Linked DNA regions of Rattus norvegicus: region 1 is linked to region 2. The links are chromatin contacts, called in public Hi-C maps. All regions are on one chromosome and are shown on one strand. The core of a region is the stretch at or near the end of the contact, and the rest is flanking DNA. Distances in the headings are between cores, read along the strand shown. Region 1 overlaps Ebf2 (EBF transcription factor 2). Region 2 overlaps Ebf2 (EBF transcription factor 2).

The links. Hi-C and Micro-C count contacts between places; a contact is called where the count stands out from the background.
Region 1: a Hi-C map of psoas muscle shows a contact between it and region 2, with 2.2 times the contacts expected there. The contact joins two enhancer-like sites. A contact is called at or near these places in 2 of 12 Hi-C or Micro-C datasets (Schwann cells and psoas muscle).

Annotation. Positions count from the first base shown.
Region 1 is chr15:45,734,591-45,742,120 of GRCr8, forward strand. The region is part of intron 7 of Ebf2 (EBF transcription factor 2); the gene reads left to right. Among named protein-coding and RNA genes, the nearest start is that of Ebf2, 130 kb to the left of the region's middle. Within about 2 kb of position 1,636, at least 7 of the 93 cell types and tissues checked have an H3K27ac peak or open chromatin away from gene starts, as enhancers often do.
Region 2 is chr15:45,647,981-45,655,728 of GRCr8, forward strand. The region is part of intron 7 of Ebf2 (EBF transcription factor 2); the gene reads left to right. Among named protein-coding and RNA genes, the nearest start is that of Ebf2, 41 kb to the left of the region's middle. Within about 2 kb of position 1,526, at least 5 of the 93 cell types and tissues checked have an H3K27ac peak or open chromatin away from gene starts, as enhancers often do.

The sequences.
Region 1 (7,530 bases), core at 386-2,885, 87 kb after region 2:
AAGACAATTCTCCAAGTGTGGCGCGGTTATTTACTGCGGAGCCGGAGCCGTGCTAGGAACATTAACGGCATCTGCTATTTCACCAGAAAGTTCTTAAAGGTGTTTTAAGTCTTCCCCAAAGCTCCTAAGTAATTCTGCTAGCATTTCTCAGAGGTATTATCCAATTTTACAGGGAAGACATGCGAGGGAACACGCACGAGGGGCGAGAGTGGGCTAGCGAGAGACAGAGAAGTGAAAAGATTGCTGAGACTACAGGCAGTAATCGGACACCATCCCTTTACCCTTAATTTTTATCCTATAGATCCCACTGTCACCTCATTATGCTGTCTGTATGAACTCATGGTGGCAGAGACTGACGTCATATGCTATGCAGGTGACAAGTGTACTGCTTGCTTTGCATTTTCAATGACTCATCTCCTTAGGAAAAAAGCATAAACATTGGGCTCCAACAAAGACTGTAGCGTTAACGGCAAAATTAATCTATTGGCTGACATCAGCGTTAAAATATTATAGCTATAGGGCTGAGAGATGGCTCCATCATCCAACTGCTTGTCACACAGGCATGAGGACCTGAGTCTAGATCCCAGTACTTATTTAGAAAGTTGAACAGGGCAGCCAAGTCCTGTAATCCCAGAGCTGTGGAGTCTGAGACTGGAGGATTCTGGGTGCTTGTTGGCCAGCTAAAACGGCTTACTCTATCACAGACTTGGCCAGACCAAAGTTAGCATATATTCCTATATAGAATTATAAACATAATAACCAAAACACATAGTGGAAGATAATGACCCAGGCCTCACTGGATTACCCAGTGAAATTATGATTATTATTGATAGAGAGTCTTGCTATAAAGCAAAGCCTGGTCTTGAACTTATCCTCCTCCTGCTTTGATCTCCTGAGTGCTAAGATCATTGGCAGTGCCGTCATGCTTGGCCTTTTCAATTTAGTCATCAAACTTGATTTTAAAACGGCCCCTGTCTCCTTGCTTCACCTCAGGACTCAGCTTGTAAAAAAAAACAAAACTTTTTTTTTTTTATGAGTTTAGTATCTATCTACACTGAAGCAGATATGTTACTGGGGGTGATAAATCTGTTTTAAACAGATTTCAAAATCTGGAGCCATGTATAGCATCAAGCTCTTTGTTTAGTGTGACTGTCTTGTATGTCCTGGATGATATGTGGAATGGGTGTGTAAGTGCGTGAGCACACGTGGGTACACCCAGAAGAGGATATTGGGTCTCTTCCTCTCTTGCTCTCTGCTTTATTCTCTTGACACGGGGTCTCTCCCTGAAGCGGGAACTCACAGTTTCTGTTAGGATGGCTGCCAGCAAGCTCCCAGGGTCTGCCTGTCTCAACACCCCAGTGCTGGGTCGTGCGATTTGAATGCAGCGTCTCCTAAGCAGGAGCTCAGCTAGTGTTCTTACCCAGTGGCATGTCCTTGTTTTCTTATGCTCACTCTGACGTGATGAGGACTAATTGTAAAAGGAAAACAAAAAGCCCAAGTGTTTCAGTCTGTCTGATTCCAAGGCCACTTTCTCCAGAAGGAATGGTAGATTTAGAGCAGCCAATACATCTGACTCATGCATGGGACAAGATGACTCCCTTGTCACAGAGTTGGGCCAGAGCCATTTCTAGGAGTGGTTGTTCTGACAGTGAGTGTAGGGAGGGCCCAATGGCAGGTCCCTGGTGTCCAGAGTCAGCAGAGGACGCTGGTTGAGAGTGGCTTTTCTCCCAGCATCGCCAGGCTAGGTCTTGTGCATCTTCCCGAGGGAGTGGTGGCTTCTGTTTCCCATGCTTCCAGGCTTCACTTGCTGCTCCTTGAGAAAGCTGAGCCAGCCCTGTGTCCTCTAGTGAAGGACTGGGATGCTTCACTTCCAGGTCAGCTGCTGACTCCCTAAGGGAAGGGTTTTGTTTGCTTATTTTTGTTTTTAATTTACCTCATAGGGAGAAGGCACAAACTGCACTCCAAACTCCAGGATCCAGAAGGCTCTTGTGAACAAAAGTAGCTCTCCTCGTTAGCAGACCAATGCCTATGAGATCATACAGCCCAGCCCATTCATATTTTGTGTGTGTTTGTGATGTTGGGTATTGATGTGTAGACATCAAGCTAGGCAAGTGCTCTACCACTGAGCTACATACTAAGCCCACTTTCTGTATCAATTACAAATTTGCTCATTTATTTAATTCTCTTCCTTACTTCAAAAATGTTGAAATGATTCTTTTGGTTCATGGGCATTTGTACTTTAAAAGACTGTGTGTGTGTTTGTGTGTGTGTGTACCTCCCTGGAGGCCAGATAAGAGTGTTGTGAACTGCCTGAAGCTGGTATTGGGAACTGAACTCAGCTCCTTTGCAAGAACAGCAAGTTCTCTTATTCACTGAGCTATCTCTCTGGTCCCATAGGAACTTTGCCAGTGGCAGCTAGGAGTATGAAAATCTCAACTGAGTTTTGAGCAATAGTTGTAACTTTTATTTTTTGTTTAACTCTTTCACAGTGTATGTGCATGGAAGGTAGCCCAGAGACTGCCTTAGAGCCCTGGGTGCTCAGGTTCATGTCGGCTTTGATTTCCTCAGGGGAGTTTTTGTCTGAGCTTCAGTTTTTAGACGAGAAAATGAAAGAAACAACTCTAGATATCCACTTCCCCAGAAATAAAAAAATGGATTATTGGTGGTTTCTGCAAGATGATTGCTACCAGTGCAACATTACAGATCACAGGAAACTATGAAATGTGCATATGTTCATACCATACATGCATACATACATACATACATACATGCATACATACATACATACATACATACATGCATACATACATACATACATATGCACTATGCACACATGCTAGGAATGACGCTTAGCTGGCAGAGTGCCTACCTAGCATGTAGAAACCCTAAGTGTCATGGTGTATACCTGTGATTTTAGCACATGGGAGGTACAGGCAGGTAGATAGAAGTTCAAGGTCATCCTCATCCTTGAGTTTAAGACAAGCTTGGGCTACAGGAGATCTCATTGCGTGTACACACACACACACACACACACACACACACACACACACAGAGGGAGAGACAGTGGGAGGGACAACTAAGAACCGTGCGTGTCGACACAGGTATGAAAGTGTCACAGAGAGACCCAATACCCTGTGTGCTTACTAAAGACTGTTTTAAAAACAAAGAGTAGGCAGGGGCGAACATTCCCATGGCGTGTCAAAGATGTTTCTGGCTTTGGTACTAAGGTCTGGCAAACTTCCGAAAGCTAGTAATTTCTGCCGAATGAATAGAGGTGCTGAGACCCGGCAAAGTTTATACAACAAATTGGAAAATAAATGTATGATTCCTCTAGTCTCATGCAGGCTGAGGGGCTGGGGTCCCGTTAGACTAAATATAGCCACGGAACCCTAAACTCATAACACTCCTGAATATTCTTAGCCATATCCAAATGCTTTTGTATCAAACTCTTGACCTGATTTTTGTCCCAGTTTCACTTTTATATCATCTAGGTTTAGTTCTTCTTTAAAAAAAAAAGTTAAATTTTTTTTAATGAAATCCAGTTACCTCTAAGTAATAGAAAAATCTGTTTTACTAAGGGAGCCACAGAATATTGAAATACCTGGTCCTATATTTTTATGTGGTTGGCCAATGCAGTCTAAGGTGGCTAAATGTGATATCCAACCCGGTGTTAATGGCCAATGATAATCCCATATGTACCACCTGCTAGCTGTCAGGGCACACTCTCTCTCTTTTTCCTTTTTGGCTTGAAGGTGACACTGACTGTGGATATGTCTCTATGGCTGGAGGTAAGGCCCACTGTCAGATTCGCCATATGAATTGAGACTGCTGTTGTCATCACTTAAAAACTGCACATCCTGAGTGTGCGAACTGGGAAAGTCAGGGTGGAGGAATCTGTAGCTTGTAAGGAAAAATAAATGAGAAACTGTGCTCAGGAAATAGAACCCTCCCGGTAAAAATTAATATTAGAGAAGTTCCTTAGGAACTTCTTTAAGGGGAGGACACTGTTAGCTGAAGTGATGGCTTTAACTAACCGTTCTATGGCTGTGCTCTTCAGGGGTGCACAGTCTCAGTTCCCAGGAATGACACACGGGGAGCTAACTCCACAGTCAAGACCGCTTCCTCTCAGAGGAATATACTCTCTCCTATGAGTACATAATTTAAGATTTACTGGGCCTAGATGAAGAAAAACATCTCTAAACAAAGCCCCTTGCTCTTGTTCAAGTCATAGGGAGGACTTGAACCCTGTAAGTCTTTTCAACTCTTAGGTGTGCGCCAACAAACCCAGGGACTCTTCAGGAGGAAGCCTGGAGGCCCTCCATTTTACCACTTAAGTTTAACCATAAGCATTTCTCCGTTTCAGAAAAAGAAAAGAAAAGGGAAAACAAAACAAAAACAAACAAACAAACAAAACCACCAGACACACTCATAATCTGAACTGTAAAGAAACTAGCTTCCAGTTTTTCAAAGTAACAAACCAGATAGTTCACAGAAAGCTCTGCACACCCAGATGAGTTTTTATGACTCTAGCTGTTTTCTATTTTATTTTTTAAAGGGAAACCTTTTGTCTTTTATTTAGCATTATTAAACCAGTGTTTTTTCCAGGGAGCCACTAGTGGTGGCACACTTCCTGTCCTCCCACACCCTGTTTTAAGTTTTAGGAACGTTTTAATGAATCATTTAATCTCTTAGAACAGGACTGACCAGAAGGGCTACTCAACAATAGGGACCCTTAGCTCACAAAAATTGTTACAGCCTTTCCCAAGTGTTCCCAAAAGATATATTTTTGCACTCCAGTTAGTTGTTCAAGAGCCCTGTGAGGTAACTGGTGGAACCTCTTCATCCAGATGAGGAGGTCCCAGTGTAAATGGCCCTTCATGAATACAGAGTTGACCTATGAGGGTGGGCCTGGCATCCACCTCTGGTTTGTGCCAAGACGAGGACCAGCGACTCACTTTCTCTTCTTTCTTCTCCACTCATGAGCTAATTCATCTCTTAGTTTGGGTCATTGTTGGTTTCTTGGTAGAAGGAGGGTGTATTTAGTATGTCAGTGACCCTGGGAAGATTGTTACCTGTTTTGAAGACTTCACTATTAAAAAAATAAAATAAAATAACCACGGTGACAGGAAACTATTTTACTTTCCAGGCTGCGTAAGTCTGTCAGGCTGAGTGCTCTCCTAGCAGGAAGCTCTAGAATCGTCCCCAGCAGTGAACAAGCCAAGGGTAGTGCCAGCTTCTACCAGTAGTTCTCAACCTTCCTCCTACTGGGACTCTTTAGTGCAGTTCCTCATGTTGTGGTGAACCCTGCACCCCGTAAAATCATTTTCCTTCCTACTTTGTAACTGTAAGTTTGCTACTGTTATGAATTGTAATATAAATCTCTGTGTTTTCCAATGATCTTAGGGAACCCCTGTGAACAGGAGGATCTTTTGACTTCCCAATGTAGTTGAGACTCACAGGTTGAGAACAGTACCCAGTCTAATTCTACCCAGGGCTGGGGAGACAGAGCCAGGGTGATCAGAATTTCAAAAGAGCCAGGTGTACCTTTGTAACCAGGCTCAAGTGCTTCAGGCTAGGCAATCCTTAGGTTACTAGTGATACTGTTTCACTGTGTGAAAAGCTGAAGTTCTATATTCTTGACAGTGAAGTTTTCCTTTTCTCTGATGCTTTCTTAACCTCTCTTTGGTCGTCCAGTGGGTTCCCCAGGCTGTCTCTCTAGTCTTTTTTTCAAACTGCCTGACCACCTGTCCAGCCTGACTCGGCCTCCCACATCCCTGTTTTGCATCAAACATTTTCATGTGTTCTCTTTCTAGGCCTTGAACTCTGTGGGGTCAGGGACCAAGAAGAAGTTGCCTGCTTTGTCATAAAACTCTACACTTTTACATCTCCAAGTGCACAAAGGCCTAGTTTGGATTTTCTTTTCTAGACTGGTAGTTTGAGGTTTTCTTTTCTAGACTCCCCTGCATTGAAGAGGAACCCTTCACTGTAATCATCACCAAATGGATACAGTACTAATGGAACTTAATTGTTTCCACTAGATGGATCTCGGGTGTTTTTGGCAGCCAAAATGAAAATGATTCCAAATACCATCAAAGAGGCTTCTAAGCCCCCAGCATGCACAGAGTGTTTTGATATACAGTACAGTGTTAATAACATTATCTCATCTAATACAACATACGGTTACTTTAATCCTTTCCCACCTCTCTGATCTTGGAAGATCCGACGGATAGACGGAGAAGAATAAAACACTATATACAAGGAAACAAAGGGAGACTTAGTACCCCATCCTCTGGGTGTGATTTTTTTTGATTGTTTGAGTGCTGGCTTCAAATACACGTACCATTATCAATACTGACTCCTGCATCTTCCATCTAGTTCGAGTTTGTATGCGACATCAAACATACCTTTTCACACATGTTCCTTCCAGATTTTTTTTTAACACTTACTTAGCAGTTTATAGAAGGAAGTGAATGATCTCCTCAAGCTGCTTACAAATTAAAAAAAAATCTGTGCTTATTAATTATGCAGGATTAGTCTAATTATAATTCAGCAAATTAATTAGCGACAGAAGGTGTTCTGAAACATTGGAGTACATTTGCATGTTAAATGGAGAGGCTAGTCTGTAATATATGTAAATTTATGCATGGCTTCATAGTTTAATTTAAAAATTTGCAGCTGCATATGGTATGGGAGCAGGTGAAAAGTCAGTTTTAGTTTAATGATGCTAACCAACATTGGATGGTGTCCTGTCTTAGCAAGAGAACGCACTCGTATCAGCTAATCTCTGAATCTGTCAGATGAGTCTAATGTTACAGAGACACTCAAGGTCACTAGTGAGTGAGCGCCTAGGTACAATAGATATAAACTAATGGCAGAGGGAGAGTGGTGCTAGGAGACCTGTACCCTCTCAGCTTTCTTCCTCACTTTCTCCTGGAGTACATGTTTACTCGACTGCCTTTGGCTTAAGGAGAAGTACATTCCAGTCTGCCGAAATAGGGGTATTATTATGATTTTTTGTCTCTCTGGTATCAAATATGGCAGGTGTAAAATAGTTGTCCAACCTCCTTTCCCTTTCCAAATATTCACATTTGCACTTCACTTCAATTTCCCGGAGTCGTGGGAAAGTTATTACTGAGTTATGAATTAATGGTAGGGTGGAGAGTTTTACACACTGGCCTCAACCATCTGGCAAAACAGTAAAAACCAGTGGACCAGGCAGCAGCTAAGGGCTCCTGGTGTAATCGGTGTTCACTGCTCAGCCTAGCATAGATGAGTTTAGCTGGGAGGGCAGAGAACCAGAGGGGAAAGGGAGGGGAGGCCTGGATTGACAGGGACTGGAACCCATTAAGCCAATGCCTGGCTAATAACTTCATTTCTCTCCTTCATCCAAGGAGTCATTGTAGTAGACGGAAAATAGATTTGTATCCTCCTCACTCTGAAGTCTCAGCAATTGTGTGTGTGTGTGTGGGGGGCGTGTGAGTATGTGTGTGTGTGTGTGTGTGTGTGTGTGTGTGTGTGTGTGTGTAGGTG
Region 2 (7,748 bases), core at 276-2,775:
TCCTGAGGCTGCAGCTCCCTGGGGTTCTCTTTGTACAGTTCCCACAGTAAGGTGAGACAGAGTAGCCTCCCTGAGGACAGGGCTCTGAGATGACCCTTGTCCAGGCATGTGTTTATCCTTGATGTCTATAACCTCTGGGCTATATACATGTCTCAGAAATAGGATAACGTATAGCTTCAAGAAAAAAAAAAAACAAGGCAAAAACCAGCACCCAAATGCTATCAAAAACTGCTACCTTGCAGGGAGGATCCTACTCTGGCAGGACACAAACTGAACTTGGTTCTGTCAGGGGCCCTTTGAGCTGATGGTAACTGTTCTGAGTCCTCTTGCCTCTGTTCCTGGAAGACTTGCTGGGAGGCTGAGCATGGTAACAGTGGCTGTCTCTGCATTGCTGATGTGACATCAATTAGAGGATTATCAGATCACCTGTTTATTCACTATGTATTTATTTATTATTTTTTCTTTTTTTTCGGAGCTGGGGACTGAACCTAGGGCCTTGTGCTTGCTAGGCAAGTGCTCTACCACTGAGCTAAATCTCTAACCCCACACTATGTATTTATGTTCACCGGTGGTTGCTTATTAATATTTATCATTGCCAATTATCAAGAATTCTAATGGTGAGAAGTGATCTGAAGAGATATATTTATGAAAACTATTATTATTATAGATGAGGGCAGCATTTAAGGATGGTCTGTCTCTATATCCATCCTCCCTCCCTCCCTGCCTCCCTTCCTTCCTTCCTTCCTTTCTTCCTTCCTTCCTTCCTTCCTTCCTTCCTTCCTTCCTTCCTTCTTTCCTTCCTTCCTTTCATGTGAACTTACACGAATGCGTTCACATAGATACATATACAAGACACACAGAAAGCAAGGCCGACAGACTAATTTTATTCACGGACCGGTAGGCATGTGGAAGTTTCTGGAATGGACAGGTAAAGAGCTGCTCACTGATGCCTACTCGAGCCCACAACCGGATGCTTCTGATATCTCTACAGGCACCAGAGAATGTTCTCCGCAGTGCTGTGCCCTCGGATCCAGAGAAGGCATTCCAAGATGTCATAAATAAATAAATAGCATTTGCCGTTGTTTATAAATCAATTAATTTGTAAGTTGAAAGGTCACGCAAAATATTTAGAGCTCTTGGAGGTGGCTCTCACGCTGCACCGCTGCGGCCCCGCAGCAGCTGTCAGAATCCTGTACCCCTCTCCTGCACTCAGTCCCACATCACTGGGTATTTTCTGCTGGGACCGGGTGACCGCTTGATTAGTCGCTACTGGGTTTTGTTCAAGGGAGGGCTCTGCATGGTTGCATTTTAACACCTTCTCCACTAAGCAGGAGGCCAGCACAGGGTGCTAAATTCCTGTCTGTGGCTGTCTGTGAAATAAATCTGTGTTGTGCCGTTCCAAGCTGTCAGCAGTGGTTCGCCCTGATGGGCCCCTGAAAGAAGTTTCCTTTTGGTCTGTGAAGCAGTGAGCAGCCACTAGGGAGCTGTCTTTAGCTCAGATTTCAGAGTTAGCTCATTAGACCAGTAACAGTGGGCAACTCTCTTAAACACAGTCACAAAGTTGTATTTGAAGAAGTGGGGAAATCACCACAGCCGTACAGTGCCAATATTTGGTTTCCCTTCTCCAACAGCCTCCACCGGCGACAGGAGGGCCTCATGACCTCAAGCTCCTTTTTCTTCTGGGTTTCCCCACTTTCCCCGGCTGATGTCCAGCCTATCTCATTTTATGAATATACACGTTTATTTGTAAAAATAAAGTCTCTTTCCGTCTTGGCTGGGCAGTATCTCTGATCCATTTCCTCCATTTCTCTTTAATGGGAGTCTCAGCCCACAGTCTCTGCAGCAGAGGGCGTCCGGTGAGACAATTAGCCCACGTTCTGGCTTCTCTCCTTGTTCTTCAAATGCGTGTTTTCCCCTTGGCTTAGGAAGTCCGCAGCGTCTACAGCTATTTATGTGGGATTCATGAAATGGACTCAGTAACTACATTTCCGAGTGAGGTGTTTCCCTGTAAACTAGTTTGGTTTTTCTCCTTCATACTTAACTTGTTTAGCCCGTGGTCTTTCAAACTTTCTACTTTCTGACTCTCTACTCCTCTCTACCCTAGTTGTCTCGTTATCGACATCATCACTAGATTGTACACGACACCTCACGGATTTTAGTGTTTGTGAAGAATCTGGAGACTTTCATTCAGGGGATAGTCAGCCCCTCACAGACAACCTCAGTTGGCAGAGGCAGCCCCTAGGAGTATCCACATCCAGGAAGTCCAGGTTTTACACTGCTTGTTCCTGCTCCGGTGATACCTAGCATTGACACCATTATTTCTGTGTTAAATGCTTCAAAATAAAATTTAAAAAAATATATTTTTTTGGCTGATGGATACTAAGTACATGCTTGCTTTATAACTTGGGTGGTTGTTTATCACAGTGACACGTGATCTGATTTGCGTCTAGTAGTGCTAGTTCTATGGTTCCGAACAGCCCTGCCTGAAGAATTCCCTGGTGCTCTCCCGTAAGGCGCACTGAATCTGCTCATACCTGGCTTCAGCTCCAAGGTGATTTTACTCTGTGGAAAAACACCCGCCGTAACAAAACCCCTACAACTTGGGTGAGCCATGCTGAGCCAATGTGAAGAGCTCAAAGATCAGAAAAGAAAGAGCAAAATGCCTTTTCCTTCTTTCGTGACAAATTCCAACTCCCACTTCATGCCCCCCCCCCCTTTGCTTTCACTCACGGATAACTTAAAAATGGCTCAACTTGAAATTTTCCATGTGTCCAGGCAAAACCCCTGGGATTTCTGAGGATATGTAGGCAGGAAGCACTTCAGAGTATGTAAGCAATCCAAAAACCGTTTTCAGTTTTTAAGCATACTATATTAAACACACACACACACACACACACACACACACACACACACACACACAAGCATTTTGGCGTAAAAGCTTTGGATCTACAATTCATCCATACTCTGTTATTGTTTTTCGTTTTTTTAATTTCTAATTGATTTGGGGAGGTTGAAAATTGGACCAAGACTAGCTAAATAATCCTATGGGTGGTCGATAAACTATGCATTTTCATACAGAGTAGTTCCCCACCCTCTTTCCGTTTTAGTTTCTGAGAAAACAAATGTCCCAGGATAAGATGGACACAGATGATAAAATGCTGCTGATTTAATATTGATGTTAATATTTCAAACACTTAGGAAAAAAAATCAAGTCTCTATTTATATCCTGATTATACTTTTTTGATTTTTGATTTTTTTTTTTTTTTTTTTTTTTTTTTGGGAGCTGAGGACCGAACCCAGGGCTTTCTTGGGCTTGCTAGGCAAGCGCTATCACTGAGCTAAATCCCCAACCCCACTTTCTTGACTTTTATATAAAATGCTTGTCTATGAATCCATTTATCTCAGTGTGTTGCTGGCTAACATGCAGGTTGACGGGCTGGATGCCCCGTGAGGTCTCCGGTGGTCCCTGGTCTGTCTGACAGTAGCACCAGCAGACTGGCTTGTCCTCTCAGTCAGCCGAGGGAACGTAAATTTAATGGCTGTGGAACATGACCTTTCTAGATCCTTCTCGGCTGACACTTTCACCGTTTTTGCAGCATTGCCACTCAGATACAGAAAGGAAAGAGGGTGGAAGGGGAATCTAATCTAGCAACCAGAAGGAGAAAGTGCATGCAGGGCTGTTATGCCTGGGCCCTCGTGATTTTCTACAAGGTTCTTGAGCTTACAAACTAGGAGAGGATGGACGATGTGTTGTAAATACTACTTGGTAAAAATAGACTCACACCCGGGTGTCACTTCAGTCCATCTTGTATGCTATTGGTGAAAGCTGATGTTGACCTCAAAGATCTCCCAGGCCCTGCTGGTCATGATGATTACATTGGAATTGGGGACAGAGTGTCCCAAGAGCATTCAAATATTAGTCTCTGTGAACAGCCCAAATGTAGGACGTTTGAAACTGTTTCACGTGGAAACTATGTGGCCATGTCTTTATTTGCAGAGAGAACTACTGAGATATCTGGTAAGACCATATATATATATATATATATATATATATATATATATATATATATATAGTCTCTGTCTCTATCTGTGTGTGTGTGTGTAATTTTTTTTTTTTTTTTAGTGAGATGTCTATTTTCCAAGTTAAACAAGGTTGGGCTGGAGCGTATCATCCGGAGTTTTTATCTCCCTGGTATGCATGTGCTCATGTACTTGCAAAAGCTGCAAGAATATGAGAAGGTGATGAATTTTTTAGGGGTCTGAGATCTGAATGAGATCCAGGGTCCCAGTGCAGTCCTAGTATCCAGCCTGGTTCCTATTCAGTGACTTCATGGTATGTTGTCCTATTATGCCGTAGGCTTTTCTGGAGTTCTGGGCTCATAGCATTCTGAATTTGTACTTTTGTTTGCTTGTTTCAGTGGCCATCCATCCCTTGACATACCTGCTTTGAGTTTATAAACATTTAGAACTTTCTATAAATGATCTCTGAATTAGATAGTTTGCAACAGACAACTCCGAGGGTGTGGAGAGCAAACTACAGCCAATGGAATAGGGCCACAAAGGGAAGCAAATGATATCTCTGGTTTCCCATAGGAGCAGGTAGGGAATTGAGTCGCCTTTTCTGAGCAGAGTCTGTAAGAGACCACAGGCCCTGGGCTTCCTTCAAGGTCATGAGGTGAGTCAAAGTAGAAGACTGGATGCAGCACTCCTGGACTGCTCCATTTGCTCCAATAACACATCAGAGCCAAGGCACTGGAGGTGTCGCTCAGTTGTGACAATACATGTGCAGAGCCCTGGCTTTCATTCCCAACACCAAATAAAACTGAGTGTGCTAGCACACGCCTGGAAATTCAAGGTTACCCTAATCTACATAGTGAGTTCAAGGCCAGCCTGGCCTATGTGAGACTCTATCTCAAAACTAAACCAAACAATGAAATAGAATATTAAGATGTGTGGGAGGAGAAGTGTCTACCTCACAGGAGAAACCTTCATGGAAGAGGCAGGAGAGGCCACAGATCTCTCTGCTGTTGTATTCCTGGTGGGGATTATTTCTTAAAGACAATTGGTGTCTTCATATTATGGTGCTTTCTGGAACCTGCTTTTCCATCTCAGGAGGAAGCAAGCATCTACTGTCACGTTCAGGTGGAGGGACAAGAATGTTCTGATGGTAGCAACATCAGATTGGAGAGAGAAAAATGCACACCAAGTATCTTGTGTTCTTCCCTCTGCAGAGGGCTGTGACCCCCAAAGGAAATAGAAATGACTGGTGCAAAGGTTAGGATTCCCCCAGTCTCTTCAACTAGGGGCAGCGGGGACTTGGCGGTATGCCCTTTTCCACAAACGCCAACACCAGCCTTGCTATTGGGCTTCTGAGTGTTGTGTTTAAAGAACACCTGCAGAGTGTTGGCAGGGAGATGGGATCACAGAAAATGGGTGAATTAACCACAGAGTGCAGGTTTTTCTCATCAGAAAGTCTCCAGGAGGTTGTCTGGTTCAGCGTAGCCCACCAGGAGCCCATAGGAAGAGGATGCACTTTTTCCCCACTACTTAGAAGAGTCATTGGAAGCCAGGCATGATGGCACATGTCTACAACCTTGGAACGCATGAGACCTCTGCAGGAGGGTCATATTTTGAAGCCAGCCTGGACTACTTAATGAGACCCTGTCTCAATCGAGTTGAAACCAAACCATACTAAACCAGAGTATGGAACCTGTCTCTCAGCATGGAAAGGATTTGGTAAAAAAGGAAATTATACACAATGTTAATTTCAAAGGTTTGGGGTGTCCTTTATCCTAACAGCACGGGAAACACTCATATTTCAGCGTGGTTAGATCTTGGGATATTTGAGTAGAATTTACTCAGTTGAGTTTTCCTGTTCTGAAAACCAAAACTGGGAGATGCCTTATGTCCTAAACCTTTCAAGTGGTGTCATAATTTTGCTAAAAATAGTTTTAGGTTTTGGGAGTATTATTATTGATTTCAGGTTTGTGGATTTGGGGTGCTCAGTCTGTACTGTAAATGCGACTGCCTGTGGACACGCAGGAAACAGGAAGTCAAAGAGTCTATGCTCTGAGCTGTAATCCTGGCTCTGACTCTTTCCCACCGCAAATGTACTTATCAGTAATGCTTCAAAGAGTCACCGGGGCCACGTTCCTGATGGCCCGTCTTCCCACATTTTAACCCTTGAAAAGTCCAACCCCCAATGTGTTTGTGTGAGTGTTGGATATGTGTGCATGTGTGGAGATCATAAGACAACCTTGGGTGTCTTTACCTCCTACCTTATTCAAGACAATATCTTCAGACCTTCTAGGGGTTTTTCTCTCTCCACCTCTCCTCTCGTCTCAGGAAAACTGGGCTTACAGATGTGTGCGCTATATCTCTGTCTTGATATGGTTCTGGGGACTTGAACTCAGATCCTCATGTGTGTACACCAAGAGCTTTACCCACTGAGCCATCTCCCAGTCCTGCATGTTTTAATGTTTTTATTTCTACTCTGGATTTGTCTTGGACCAAGCATACTTAACTCCTTGAGAATGTGAGTATTTATTCTGCAGATAGGAGATTTTATTGTATTTGGTGGTGGTGGGGATTAAAATGTCAGCGGAAACTTGTCCGGTGGAGGACCCAACCATTTTAAAATGGTCACTGAACTGTAACTTCTTTGTGAGGGACTTGTACTCTGGAGTAACTGCTTCAAAACATAAATCCTTCTTAGTAGCTTTTCCCACAAAAAAACCCCACAAAAAACAAAAAACAAAAAACAAAAAAACAAAAAAACCCAAAAACCCCAAAAAACAAAACAAACAAACAAAAAACAAAAACCCAACCAAAACCACCACCACCACCACCACCAAAAACCAAACCCACATTAAGAAAATGCAGCACACCCTCGCATGTAATAGAGATGTTGCTGTGGACATCAGTATAGAAAACATGCTCGCACAGAGCAGGCCAGCTGTTCCCTACCATCCACAGAGCTCTAGTGCAGCACTGCACAGGACTTGACAGAAGAAAAGAAAGTCAGGCACTTCTTGTCTGATTTCTGCTACTGAACTTGTGTTTCTGGGCAGGTGGTTCTTCTCTGTGCCTCAATTATAGTCTTCATGTCTCTTGTCTACCTCAAAGGAATACCACCTGCCTCCTGGGACTATTGTGTACAGATCCCATTATTCCAGATAAACAAAGAGCTTTGAGATAATTCTGTTTACTCTTTACAAAGTCCCCGAGTTTTGGGATGAGCTGAGGCTCATTTGAACCATGATATTTATCTCAGAGCCCTAGTTATGAGGTTACCATTTGGACTGGCAGCAGCTTAGGGGATTGTTGTTTTTGTTTTTGTTTTTTTTTTTTCTTTTTCTTTTTTTCGGAGCTGGGGACCGAACCCAGGGCCTTGCGTTTGCTAGGCAAGCGCTCTACCACTGAGCTAAATCCCCAACCCCATTTTTGTTTTTTAAAATGATGTTTGAGAATAGTTTTGTAGACCACATTTTTAATTGAAGTCCACTTGTCTTTAGTTCTAGCAAAAAATTTCCCTGAGTATAAATTAGTAGTTGGGCATTAACACAGATCATGGTAACCTGTTTCTAGCCACTTTATTTTTATTTGCAGTAATTGTATCAAATGTAACTAGATTAGAGAGCGATTACTCTAGGACATACTAGTAGGTAAAGCTATCTCTGCTTCCAGAGAAGCGGCTCCTTTTGTAGCTCAGGATGGTCTTGAACTTGATGTGTAGCCCGATATTGCCA